Linked DNA regions of Mus musculus: region 2 is linked to region 1. Evidence: chromatin contacts called from public Hi-C data. All regions are on one chromosome and are shown on one strand. Each heading gives the region's core, a stretch centred on a gene start, on an enhancer-like site or on the middle of the called end of the contact. The rest is flanking DNA. Distances are from core to core; before and after follow the strand shown. Region 1 overlaps Rarres1 (retinoic acid receptor responder (tazarotene induced) 1). Region 2 has its middle 3.3 kb from the start of Gm35299.

Region 1 (6,128 bases), core at 2,192-4,691:
AGAAGAGAAGAGAAGAGAAGAGAAGAGAAGAGAAGAGAAGAGAAGAGAAGAAGAGGAGCACTGGCTGTTCTTCCAGATGATCCAGGTTGATTCCCAGCACTCACATTCTGGCTCACAACTGTCTGTAACTCCAGTTTTAGGGAATCCAGTGTCTTCTAGCCTCCAAGGGCATCAGGCACACATGCAGTACACAGACATACATGCAGTCAAAGCACCCATACACAGAACCAGTTTTTAAAGCTGTCTTCCCTGACATGGCAGATGTGGTGGCCTGTTGAGGCCCCACTCCTAGCTGAGGAACTATTGGCAGTTGATAGCCAATGGGGAGGGGAGACTCACTTTTCCTTGGTGATGCAGCCACTGGTAGGTTGCCCATGCCCCAGTGTATGGCCCCCAATATATCTGTATGTGAACAATACTAATCAGCCTCAATGGGCTACTCCTAATAATCACAGTAGTAATAATAATGTACTTGGAGGAGGAAGGTAGGTTGGTGGGTGTCAGGGGGAATTGGAGAAGGTCCTTGGGAGGTAGAGAAGTTCAAATACATTGTATATGTATGAAATTTTCAAAGAATAAATTAAAATACTTAAAAATGAAAGCTGAGCATATTGATTTAAGAAAATATTTGCTATAATTGTAAAACTCAATGGAGTCTCCCCAGCAATCCTGCCTTGCCTACAGGCTACTTTCTAGTTACTGCCCATCCCCCTGCCCTTTTTGCAGCACGCTCAAAAAGCTATTTTCCTATCACTGTAAAGGGTGAGTTCACTTGCCGCCTGCCAGTCCACCCCACTGCTGTGGTGGGCACTCAGTCTCTTATGCTTTGTTCTTTCATTCTTGCAAACAAGTAGGATGAAAAATGAAAATCTCCAGGCTTTACTTGTTCATATTCTCACTTCTTCCTCTAAAGGCAAGACAGGACATATGGACCTTGCTAATAGGCTGCATCGCTAATCGGGACGGCTTACCTGCTCGGGGTTGTATTGCTCTGTGCTAAATACCAAGTCCACTTCGCAGCCTTCTTGAGGGTTGACCTGAAATACAAAAACTTCATCTTAACACAGTGGGAGAAATATAAGCATTTTCATATCCATAATATTCCTGTTGGGTTATGGTGGCACTCATCTTTAATCCTAACACTTGTGAGGCAGAGGCAGGCAGATTCCTCTGAGTTTGAGGTCAGCCCACTCTATGTAGTGAGTTCTAGGACATCAGGAGCACAGGGAAAGCAAAGCATGGTCTTGGGGCTGGAGAGATGACTCATTGGTTAAGAGCATTTTCTCCCCTTTCAGGAGACCCAGGTTCAATTCCTAGCACCCAGATTGTGGCTAAAAACTGTGTGTAACTCCAGTACCAAGGGAATTAGTGCCCTCTTCTGGACTTCAAGGGCACCAGACATGGGTATAATGCATTTACATACATGCAGATACATATTCATACACATAAACTTTTAAAAAATATTAAAAGCATTATGTCCTTGGGCACTGTGGTTTGTCTGTGGAGTTGCTGTATACATATATATATATATATATATATATATATATGCCCCAGTAAAACTGGAGAGTCTTGAAAAACAGAGACTTTGAACTGACCGGACTATTTTGCTTACGGTTTGGTACCTACTCAGAAAGACGAAGCTGGGGAAAGGATGTGGTGAACACAGAATGGAAGCTGACTTTTGTGACAGTAGTTAAATGAGAAACGGGCATGTGCACCAGCCAGGTGGCAGTTCCTCCCTCCCCTGGGTGCTCTGCACGTGCCCCAGGCCCCGATCTGGGCACTCGGGCTACAGGCAACAGGAACATAGATGAAGGCTTCCTTGTGTCACGCTTGGTCAAATAGAATATAGGCAACAAGGGAGCAGTGAATTTTCGAGTAAGAGCATCAAGGGAGGTGCCTGAAACAATGCAGTATCCACGAAGGGGGATGAAGGACAGTCAGGCAGCCGCCACGTCTAGATCTAGTGATGCCCTACAGGCAGAAATAATTGGAGGGGTTTTCAGATCTTATGCTCTTTGCCATAGTCTTGATATTAAGTGATCCCTAAAGATCCTGTGCTAAAGGCTTTAAGGCTTAGCGCCTCAGGGCACCACTGGGAGAGGTAGGACTTTAAGAGGTGGGGTCCAATGACAGGTCTTGAGGCCACTGACACATGCCGTTGCTAGAGACATTGCTTAGTCTCCTCCCTTTTCTATCCTCTCCTTCCTGGCCATGAAGTGGGCCTGTGATGTGCTTTCTCCCCTCAGACACCGTGAGACAGAGCCACGATGGATTGAAACTCTGAAACCATGAGTCAAAAGTGAAGCTTTATCCCTTTATGAATAGATTGTCGTGAGCACATGTTGCAACCAAAAGCTGACTGACACGGCCTCCCCTTGTAGCAGGCAGGCAAACTCCCTATGTATGTTTGCATGTTTTAAGCTTCTGAACTAATTCTAGCACATATTTTTTGAGTACATTTAAATTATCTAGAATTTTTATATTATTTGCCATCATTTTAAAAAACAAAACAAAATGATCATTCATTAAAAAACATTATCTTAGAAAAAAGGGAATTTTGTGTTACACAGAGCTGAAGTCATCTCACATAATGCTGTTTAAATGGAATTTTATCATTAATTTCATTTGAAGTTTGGCCCAAAGACACAATGACTAAACATAGTTATTTTATCTTAAATAGATCAGATGCCATCCATCCCTACAATTATATCTGGATAAGAGACAGCAGTGAACAGCATTCATTTATGTAAAAAATACTTAAATATGGAAATGCATGGCTGTTTGTGGAAGAGAATGGTGCTTGTTGGGGTTCCTTGTAAGCTTTCAAATATGTTACCAGAGCTGCACAAAAGTCTCTCTGTCCACCCATTCCTCCATCAGGCAATGGGAGCTAAGAGACAGACTATCCTAGCCAGCTGTCCCAGAGCCTACTTCCGTTATGGAAGCCATGGACAGTCAATGTGGCCAAAGGCAGCCTGAGTGTGAGTCCTGATTTTAGGAAGATTTTCTGCAGCAGGCAAGACCTGAAGTAACTTTTCAAAATTTCTAAATTATTTCTTTGGTGTGTGTGTGTGTGTGTGTGTGTGAAGGAGGTCAGAGGGGTAACTTGCAAGAGACGGTTCTCTCCTAGCATGTGGGTGTGTCAGGGACCAAACTCAGTTCATTAAACTTGGTGGTGTTATGGCTAATGTTTTAACCTTAAATAATTTTGTCATACACACACACACACACACACACACACACACACACACACACACACAAAAGGCCTCTAACCTGTAAGTACTGCTTGCTCAATGACAAAAAACTTCCTTGGAATGCTGGGGGGCTGTACTTCATGTAAGATAACAAGCTGTGGGTTTTCGCTTCTGTAAACAAGCTTGGTTGCACCAGCTGCACAGGATGTATGCTTGGTCGCATGTAGGCAGGATGCATGTCAGGGCATATGCTTGCTTCTGATTGAATGAAGCCAGGAAGTACATAGCCTCATGGGCTCTGCCTTTATAGCCCTCTGGTTAATATAAACTGGTGCCATACTCTGGGAATCCTAAGTATGGAGCTGTCTGTTTTCCATGGTCCTGGCCAGTATTTAATAAAGCCTGTTTTGGCTTAAAAAAAATGTGGTAGTGGTCTCATTCTCACCTGGTGGGATTAACAGTGCAAGCATTTATACACACTAAGCCATCTTACCAGCTCCTGCACTGAGTCATCATTAGCTCCACAAAAATGCAGAAACAAAGGGTAGGATTTGGTATATCAGAGGGGATGGTCAGAGTCCAAAGAAGGCACCTTTCCTTGCCACAGGTTCTAGCCCTTTAAGGGCTGCTCTGGCTCTGGGCTCCACATGTGACCCTGAGGACCTGGTATGTTCCCTAGGCTGTCATAACGCTGTGCTGTCTTCTCTGTGGGAGTCAGAACGGCCCTCAGATTTTCGGATGAGAGGGGCAGGGGGGAGGGGAGCACTGAGGGAGAAGAGAAGGAGGAAGGAGCCAGGCTGGATCGGAAGCATCTGAGGTGTGCAGGAGGACTTAGCAGAGAGCTAGACGAGACCCTCCAGGGATGAGATGGAGAAGAGTCAAGAGGAACGTCAGCTTTCACGTCAGTAACAGATCAAGGCTGCTGATTTGCCAGACAGTGCTGATTTGCACTTTTTTGGGGGAGGGGCTTCCTTCTTGACTATTCTTGGGTAGGAGGGGGAAGTAGAGGACCAGGACCATGTTCGTCAAGGCTCCCAGCTGAGTCAGCGTCCCTGAGTGTTACTTCTTTCCTATTTGACTTGCTTATTTTAACTAGATACCCTTGAACACTTCTACGTTGGATCCAAAATAGGATTCTAGTACTTTTAGTTATCCTTTATCAAGTATCAAGTCTCGCTCTTATCTAATCTCCCCAAAGCCTCTCCCCTCTTCCTTACCCCAAGTCACAAGCTACTTAGCTGGCCTGTGTGAGATAAGCCCAGGAGTCAGCACAAGTGGGGGGGGGGGGTGTGGTTGCCTTCATCTGGGGTGGGGCCTGAGCTTTGACTCTCACTCCATTCCTTGATTGGCAGCCTTCTCATTCAGCAGTACCCACTCTAGGGTGACAGCATGTCTGCCTTACTCCAACCCTAGGCTAGGTGAGGGGAAAGCAGGCAAAAACAATACCACTGTCTGCCCTCAGGCAGCCCAGAGCAGAAAGGACTCAGTTATAGGCCACTGTGGACATGGCGATCTGATTAGAGTTGACTTATGAGCTGTGAAAGGATGACTGATCCAATCTAGAAGTCTGGAGGTGACGTTTGAGTTCAACTCTGAAGACTGAGGAGAAGCTGACTTTGGGGGTGGGGACGGGAGCGGGTGTGTCATCTCACACAGGGGAAGGGAGGGTTGAAGGGACTGAAGGACAGACAGGCTAAAATCAGTGGAGGAAGCAGCTGACTAGGTGGGCAAGGGTTGCCTAGCATGTTATAGTGAGCATGACTTACAGGAGGGGGGGGGGAGAACAGAAAATGGATACCCACTAAAGGAGGTAGGATGGAACAGGACGCAAGAGAGGCAGGAAGCTTCCTGAGGGGACACAAGGGCAGAGGGGCTGGAGCCAAGGTGGGGACCCTGAAGTACACGTGGTCAGAAGTGCATGCTGTGCTGGCACAAGTCCATTAGAAGGTACAAAGGAGGGGCTGGAGAATCGAGAGCACTGGCTGCTCTCACAGAAGTCCCAGGTTCAATTCCCTGAACCTACATGGTGACTCCCAACCATCCTTAACTCTAGTTCCAGGGGCTCTGATGATCTCTCATGATGTGTGTGCCTCAGGCACACATGTACTGCACAGACAGACAGACAGACACACACACATACATATACATACACACGCAAATAAATCTGAATTTTGAAAAGGAAGGTACTAAAAGAAGTTGCACACAGTCACATGTTATGTACAGTGCTATTTGGTTAACCATGGACCACAAATATGTGGTTCTATAAGATTAATATGCCACTCTGGTTGAATGAAAATGTACCACACAGGCTGGAGAGATGCCCCAGTGGTTAACTGTTCTTTCAGAAGACTTGAGTTTGGTTCCCAGCAGTCATAATAGGTGGCTCACAGCATCTGAAGCCTAGCTCCAGAGGCTCTGTTGCTCTTTTTTAGTCGCCATGGGCTCCTAAACACACACACACAGATTAAATTAATCTTAAAAGTGTAGCCTCTCGAATTACATATAATGTACAACACTTGATAATACATTGCCATGTTCCTGGTCATGTGCTTATTGTGGTATGCTTTTAACATTTTAAAACACATCCTACCTAAAAAGGAAAGATTGTGGTCGAACAGTATGATGTACTAGGTTAGCAGCAACTGAGCACAGTTTGTCCTCACGCATCTCTCAGTTGCATTAATGAGCCACTCCTAGTGACCTATTCCATCTGCTTTTGTGTGATGACACACTATAATGGTCATACAAGGGAAAATGGCCCAACTCTGCAATTCTCAGTACATGTCCCCATTGTTCAGTGACAAATGGCCATAATTCAATGCCAGGAACACATTTTATATTGAGACAACACGCTAGCATCAAGGATTATTTGAAATGCTCCTGTTTGCAAAACAACAGACATCAGACTGGGCCAGCACTGGGTACTTTCTG
Region 2 (6,128 bases), core at 2,553-5,052, 59 kb after region 1:
TTATCTGAGAAATGTTGCCTAGGAGAGGCCTACGGCATTGAAAGGAAGTCAGAGAGGTAGAAGGAGAAAGGGGAGGCAGAACTTCTTGCAGGACTCAGACAAGGGGGGAGTTTTGGCCGCTGGGAAAGGGTGAATCATTTGAGAGACCTATTGTTCCCTGAGGTATTTGGAGAAATAATTTAATATAAGACAGTCTTTGGCCATAAAGGTGGGGCATCCTGGACTAATGCTGTAATACAGGCTGATGTGGAACCTGATTGGGAGTCAGAAGCTTTCAAAGCTAAACCATATGATCTGCAGAAGTCATCCAATGGCTGAATCTCTTTCATTTCTGATATTCAAGAGAGAAAAGATATCACATGTCTAGGCTCACTGTTCCTCTTAGGTTGCTCCACACACTAGTGAAGCCACTGATCACAAGATTGGCACATTCTAATCTTAGACACGCTTTGCAAGGTACCTGGCTCATCACATTACGAGGAAAGTTCAAAAGCCAAGTGCGTTGGGTTGTGTTTGTGATTCAGAGCTGGGGAGGTGGAGACAGGGCAATTTCTGAAGCTCACTGGCAAGCCAGTCTAGCTTGCTTGTAGATAGTCAGAATGACTCAGACAAAATAAATAAACAAGGGCGGTTCAGGCTGTCGAGGATGTGGGTTAAGGAGAACTCTCATCCATTGCAGGTGGGACTGCAAACTTGTACAACCAGGATGGAAATCAGTGTGGTGGTTCCTTGGGAAGTTGAGAATGGATCTATCTCAAGATCAAGTTGTATCTTGAACATATAGCCAAAGGACTCAGTGTCCTACTACAGAGACACTTACTCAACCATGTCTATTGCCGTTCTTTTCATAATAGCCAGAACTTACAAACAACCTAGATATCCATCAACAGATGATTATTAATCAGGAACATGTGGTATATTTACACAATGGAATATTATCCAGCTGTTAAAAGTTGAATTATGAAAGTTACAGATAAATAGATGGAGCTAGGAAGAATATCATTCTGACCGAGGCAAACCAGACCCAAAAAGCCAAATGTGATATGCATTCTCTCATATGTGGATGCTAGCTTTTACTCTTTGAAGGCATGGTACTATCTGAATACAAGAGAGATTAGAATAAGGAACAAGGTGGGAGGGAAGGACTACGCAAGGAAAAGGAAATAGAATGTAGAGCTGGAGAAAAATGGGGCTAATGGAGACTGGAATGGTAGTATTAAATGGAAATGGAGGAGAAGGGGCGGGGGTAAGGGAGGAAGTTTGGGAGGGAGAGTCAACACTAGAAGCTGTTTCTGAGGGCTTATATGGAAACCTACTACGGTCGACACTTCTTTAAATATACACATATATGAACGAAATCCAAATCTGTAACGGGGCAAAGGTTTCTCCATCTTGCCTCAGCTGGAACCATCTTTGGTTTAAACCGAAACTGACCCCTTCCCCTTTCTCACTCTACCATGAACATTCCCATGGAAAAGTACCCAACCCTATTCTAGAAACTTGGGGTTGAAGTACCCCAGCTAACTGCATGCTCTTGGCTCTTGTTAAACTGCTGGCTTGCTTCCCCCTGCAAATGCCAGCCAAGGTGTAATTTTTCGGTGTTCTTTGCCTTAAAAAAAAAAAACCCAAAACAAAAAATCTCCCTGTAATATGCATTTGGGGCTGCTCTGGGAGAAGTGTTTCTCTCCAGGCAGTCCCTGGTTGGCTCAATACAGACTTTTTCAATGTGAACTTTGGTCCTGCTGAGTGGTTTTCGGGATCTCTACTCCAAACAAATGGAGTTGCCAAATAATACGGGAGACAAAACCCCAACTAGACATCTCTCGCCACCAAATGAAACCTCCAGTGTTAGGAATGGGTTACATCAGGTTAAGTTGTTTGTTTGTTTGTTTGCTTTTTTTTTGTTTGTTTTTGTTTTTTTTTTTTTTTTCGAGACAGGGCTTCTCTGTATATCCCTGGCTGTCCTGGAACTCACTTTATAGACCAGGCTGGCCTTGAACTCAGAAATCCGACTGCCTCTGCCTCCCAAGTGCTGGGATTAAAGGCTCATGCCACCACCGCCCAGCTAAGGCTCTAATGTTAAGGACAATATCTAAATACCTCAGTGAATACAGAGAAGCTGGTGCTTAGCTAGATCCTTCACTCCTAGTGACTAGTGTTCACGGTACTGGGAAGTACTCTGCACACTACTAGAGGAAAGCAGTAAACACTAACCCTGCTACACACCCTGCCACCTACAATGGTGACCTACCTTCAGGCTAAACTGGAATGAGGCACAGATGCTGACGGAGAAACCAACCACTATTTAAGGCCCACTCCATGAGATGGACCCTATGCTGACACTGTCTGGTGGCCAAGAGTATGAGACTGGACAGGCCATGGACTTAGGAGAAAAAACAAATACTTTTGTTCTGCCAAGGGAACACAGCACTAAAGTGACTCTTAACAACATTCAGCTGCACGCATGGATCGACGCCTCCCTCAGCCATCTCCAGGGAAGCTTCCTTCTATAGTGGATGGAGACAAATACAACTGGACCATGTGCAAGAGTAAGAAGCCTTGGGACACTCAGTCTTAAATGGCGTGTCTCCATGACACCCCCACCCCCCTGGAGCTCAGGGAAGAAGAGGTGGAAAGAGCAAGAGCCAGAGGGGACGGAGGACACCAAGGAAACAAGGCCGTCTAGACACATAGGTCTGACAGAGGTATGCACTCACAGAGACTTTGGCAGTGTGCACAGAGCCTGCACAGCTCTAAGCCAGGTCCCAGCACTGAGAGGAAGACGTAGACTCACATCCCTATCCAAGATGCTGTCTCCAATTAACAACTGCTCCAAAGGGAAATCAGTTTCTCCAATGGAGACTCACTGCGTATACAAACCACACGTCAGGGCTGGTCACATGCCCTGCAGTAAACAGCTATAACCAAAGGCACTCAATGGTGTTTCATAGATTTTTATTTTTGTCTCATATTGCTTTGATTAGTCTTTTTTTTAAAAACCTTACTGGTCTTTGCTCGTATATTATGGTTTCTGAATTTGTATTTTTATGGTGTCTCGCTGTGTGTGTCGGTGTGTGCATTTTTTCATGTTCTTTATTTTTTTCTTCTTTTGTTTGTTAATTTTATTCTATTCTGGTCCATTATTTTTATTCACCTCTTTGTTTTCTTAAGAGAGAAAGAAACAAGGTGTTGAGTTTGAAGTGCCGGGTGGGGGTGGGGAGATCTGGGAGATGTGGGAGGGGAACTGTAATCAGAGTATATTGCATGAAAATAACTTCATTTTCAATAAATAAAATAAAATAAAAGAGGACAGCATATGAGGAACAACTAGTCTTCATGTGCATGTGAACACAGATGATGCATACATGCATACTGCACCCCCATACACACACACACACACACACACACACACACACACACTATAGACTCACAAAGTGCTGTTTGTTGACTCTTTAACTCAATAGAAAAAAATTTAAATATCTGGATTTTTTTTTTTGCATTAGTTTTAGAGTGACACCTTTCCTTACCCAACGAACTTTGCTCCCTTTATAGAGTTTTAAGAAAAGAAGAATAAGCAGATATACATTTCACAACTAGCACGTGACTGACTGTAAGCTAACATCCCGCTACATGCCAGCGTCCCTCAGCCTCACCAAGCCTCCTTGGCCATAATGAGGAAGTGAAATTGCAAATGAATTGCAAATGAAGAAATCTCACCCAGGGGTGATTTCTTCTTGGGCTACCAATTAGGCTGTACAGACTGTGGTGCCAGGGGAAGGCCAGAACTTGTCATGGAAGGTGAAAGCCCGGTGAGTGTAACGAGTCATTTCCTGTCCCCGGAGAAGGGGTGTGCTGCAGGGTAAAGCGCAGAGGGTAGTGTGCGTTAGGGAGCGGGCGCAGGCTCGCAGCGTACATGACTGGCGTGCTAAAAGAGCCTCCAGAGTCAGCAGCTGTTAAGGCACAAATTGCCAGTGACACCGTGGAACTGAGTGATGGTCTTGCTGGAAGGAAAGCAGTATTTATAAAAATCCTATCCATATTTATGAACCTTTTCACTCAATCCTGGGGTCTTCACTGTTCTGTCTGGTGAGGGTGCCTGAGTGGTAAGTAGCAAAATGTTTATTCTAAGGAAAAAAAGGGGGGGGGAGCTTCTTTTTTATTCTTGAGAATTTCATGCATTTATACAAGGAAATACCATAGCCGTCACTATTTCCTCCCCCTCCCCCCACTTTCTTCCCTATATGACCGCCTCTCAACTTCATGTCCTCTTTTTCCTTTCTTTAAACACAAGTCCAATTAGTGTTGCCTACATGGATGTGGGAGTAAGGCCACCCTCTGAAGCGCGAGAGATCTACTAGTGGACACACAATAAAAATAAACATAAACATAAAAAGGTTTGCCCCTCCCCACAACTATCAACTGCTAATAGCTCTTTAATGAGGGATGGATTTTGGAGATCCTCTACCCCACGCACGCTGGAATTTTGGCCGGCTTGATCGTGTATAGGTCAGCAGAGCTGGAGTGAGTTATGCGTGTGACAGCCAGCCAGGTCCAGAAGTTTGCGTTCCACAAACAGCCCTCCTCGTTGTCCAGCCCTTACTGTCTTTCCTCTTCATGAACATTCCTCGAGCCCTGGTGGTGTTGGCGGGGACACAGGGTTGAGAGAGATGCCCCGCTGAGAGTTGAGCATCCAGTCACCTAGTCACTTGCTCTTGGCACCCTGGCCAGTTTGGCATCTCACACTGACCACTGCTGTAGCGAGAAGAGGCTTCTCTGACCACAGTTGAGAACAGCCCGAGTTTATAGACACAGATATTTATAAGGCTACTCGACAGCATGGCGGTTTAGAAAAGCGACAGCTGCAGCCTCTGCTCTAGGCCTATGACCTCCCAAGCCATCGACTTCTGACCGAGTTTACAGTACTAGGTTTCCATTCTCATTCCGTGGCTCCCAGCCTGCCCATTGCCTCTGGAACACCACTTCCAGGTATTCTGAGGCCGACTCTCTCGCCCTTTGGTTTCTCAGAATGATCACTTTGGCTCTCCACACTCCTGCGAGCTACATCCTGTGTCTCCGTTTGAGTTTCAAAGACCATGGCACTTTCTTTCAATTCCCAGTCAATCCTTTGAAAGGAAAGTTCCCTAATAAGTTTAAATTCACCAGGTTATTTCAAGAGTTGGTGAGCATAAGCACAATATAAGTAACTTTTTCCTTAATTAAAATATAGTTCCTCAGGCCCGAAGGGTGGCTCGGTGGTTAGGGATGTATACTGTGCTTGCAGAGGAGTTTGGTTTCCAGTACCCTTGTCAGACGGCTCAAATTCCCAGGCTCCGACACCCTTGTCCACTGGCACCCCTCCGTGTGTGTGTGCACACATACACATGCACATGCACACACATACACATGCACATGTACTTGAAGCTAGAAATGAATCTTTAAAAAATAATTACGTCATCGCTTCTCTGCCTTTTGGCTAAGATCAGGTGTAAAATGATTACGTCTTCCCACATCTGTTTTCTTCAGTGCTGGGGATTCAGCCCTCGTCCCCTGTGCATCCCAGACTTGTTCGGCCCCACTCACTTCTTTGTTGATATACTAGCTATGATGTTTTCAACTACTCTTAAGAGGAAATCCAACTTAAAGTGGTTTACGTAATGCTACATTCCAAGAGTCCACACCCAGAGTTTCTCTAAGCAGGAAGTATTCAGCAACAATGTTTATGATCCAGGTTTTATCACCTGTCAGCTCTGCCATTCTCAATGTATCTAATTTATCCAACATCTTCAATTCTCATCATTGCAAGATGGCTGCCAACCACGAGACCCAATTGTATTTAAAGCCAGCAAAAAAGAGTAGTTCCTTTTCAGAGAAGTTCCTTTGATTAAGAGGGGAAAAAAAGCATTTTTAAAACTTTTTAGGTTTTCTATGGAGCCATTACCCAGAATTAGGTCACGTGTCATAAATGCTACGGAATTTTGGAAATGAATGTGTTTTTAAATTCTTCATAGAAAGATGCTTCAGCCAGCAAGAAAATAATGTTTCGCGGAGTATTGTGGCCAGTGGAGGAAGTCTGTGTGTTAACTCCGTTTTGTCTTCTCTTCTTGAGCTTGAATTTATAGAACCGATTG

What was found. A called contact is a pair of places that touch in the nucleus more often than the background predicts.
Region 2: a contact with region 1 is called in a Hi-C map of germinal center B cells, with 4 times the contacts expected there. The contact joins two enhancer-like sites. A contact is called at or near these places in 1 of 15 datasets of contacts at CTCF or cohesin (the NIH/3T3 cell line), 17 of 484 Hi-C or Micro-C datasets (CD4 T cells, the G1E-ER4 cell line, Kupffer cells and 10 more) and 2 of 115 datasets of contacts at active chromatin or transcription factors (embryonic stem cells and hepatocytes).

Annotation. Positions count from the first base shown.
Region 1 is chr3:67,494,775-67,500,902 of GRCm38.p6, forward strand. Rarres1 (retinoic acid receptor responder (tazarotene induced) 1) reads right to left here. Exons shown (of 6, transcript NM_001164763.1): 2 at 972-1,037. Among named protein-coding and RNA genes, the nearest start is that of Gm40067, 17 kb to the right of the region's middle. Within about 2 kb of position 3,442, at least 31 of the 459 cell types and tissues checked have an H3K27ac peak or open chromatin away from gene starts, as enhancers often do. A contact at or near this core is called in germinal center B cells, where this site is marked.
Region 2 is chr3:67,553,654-67,559,781 of GRCm38.p6, forward strand. No RefSeq gene overlaps it. Among named protein-coding and RNA genes, the nearest start is that of Gm35299, 3.3 kb to the left of the region's middle. Within about 2 kb of position 3,803, at least 109 of the 459 cell types and tissues checked have an H3K27ac peak or open chromatin away from gene starts, as enhancers often do. A contact at or near this core is called in germinal center B cells, where this site is marked.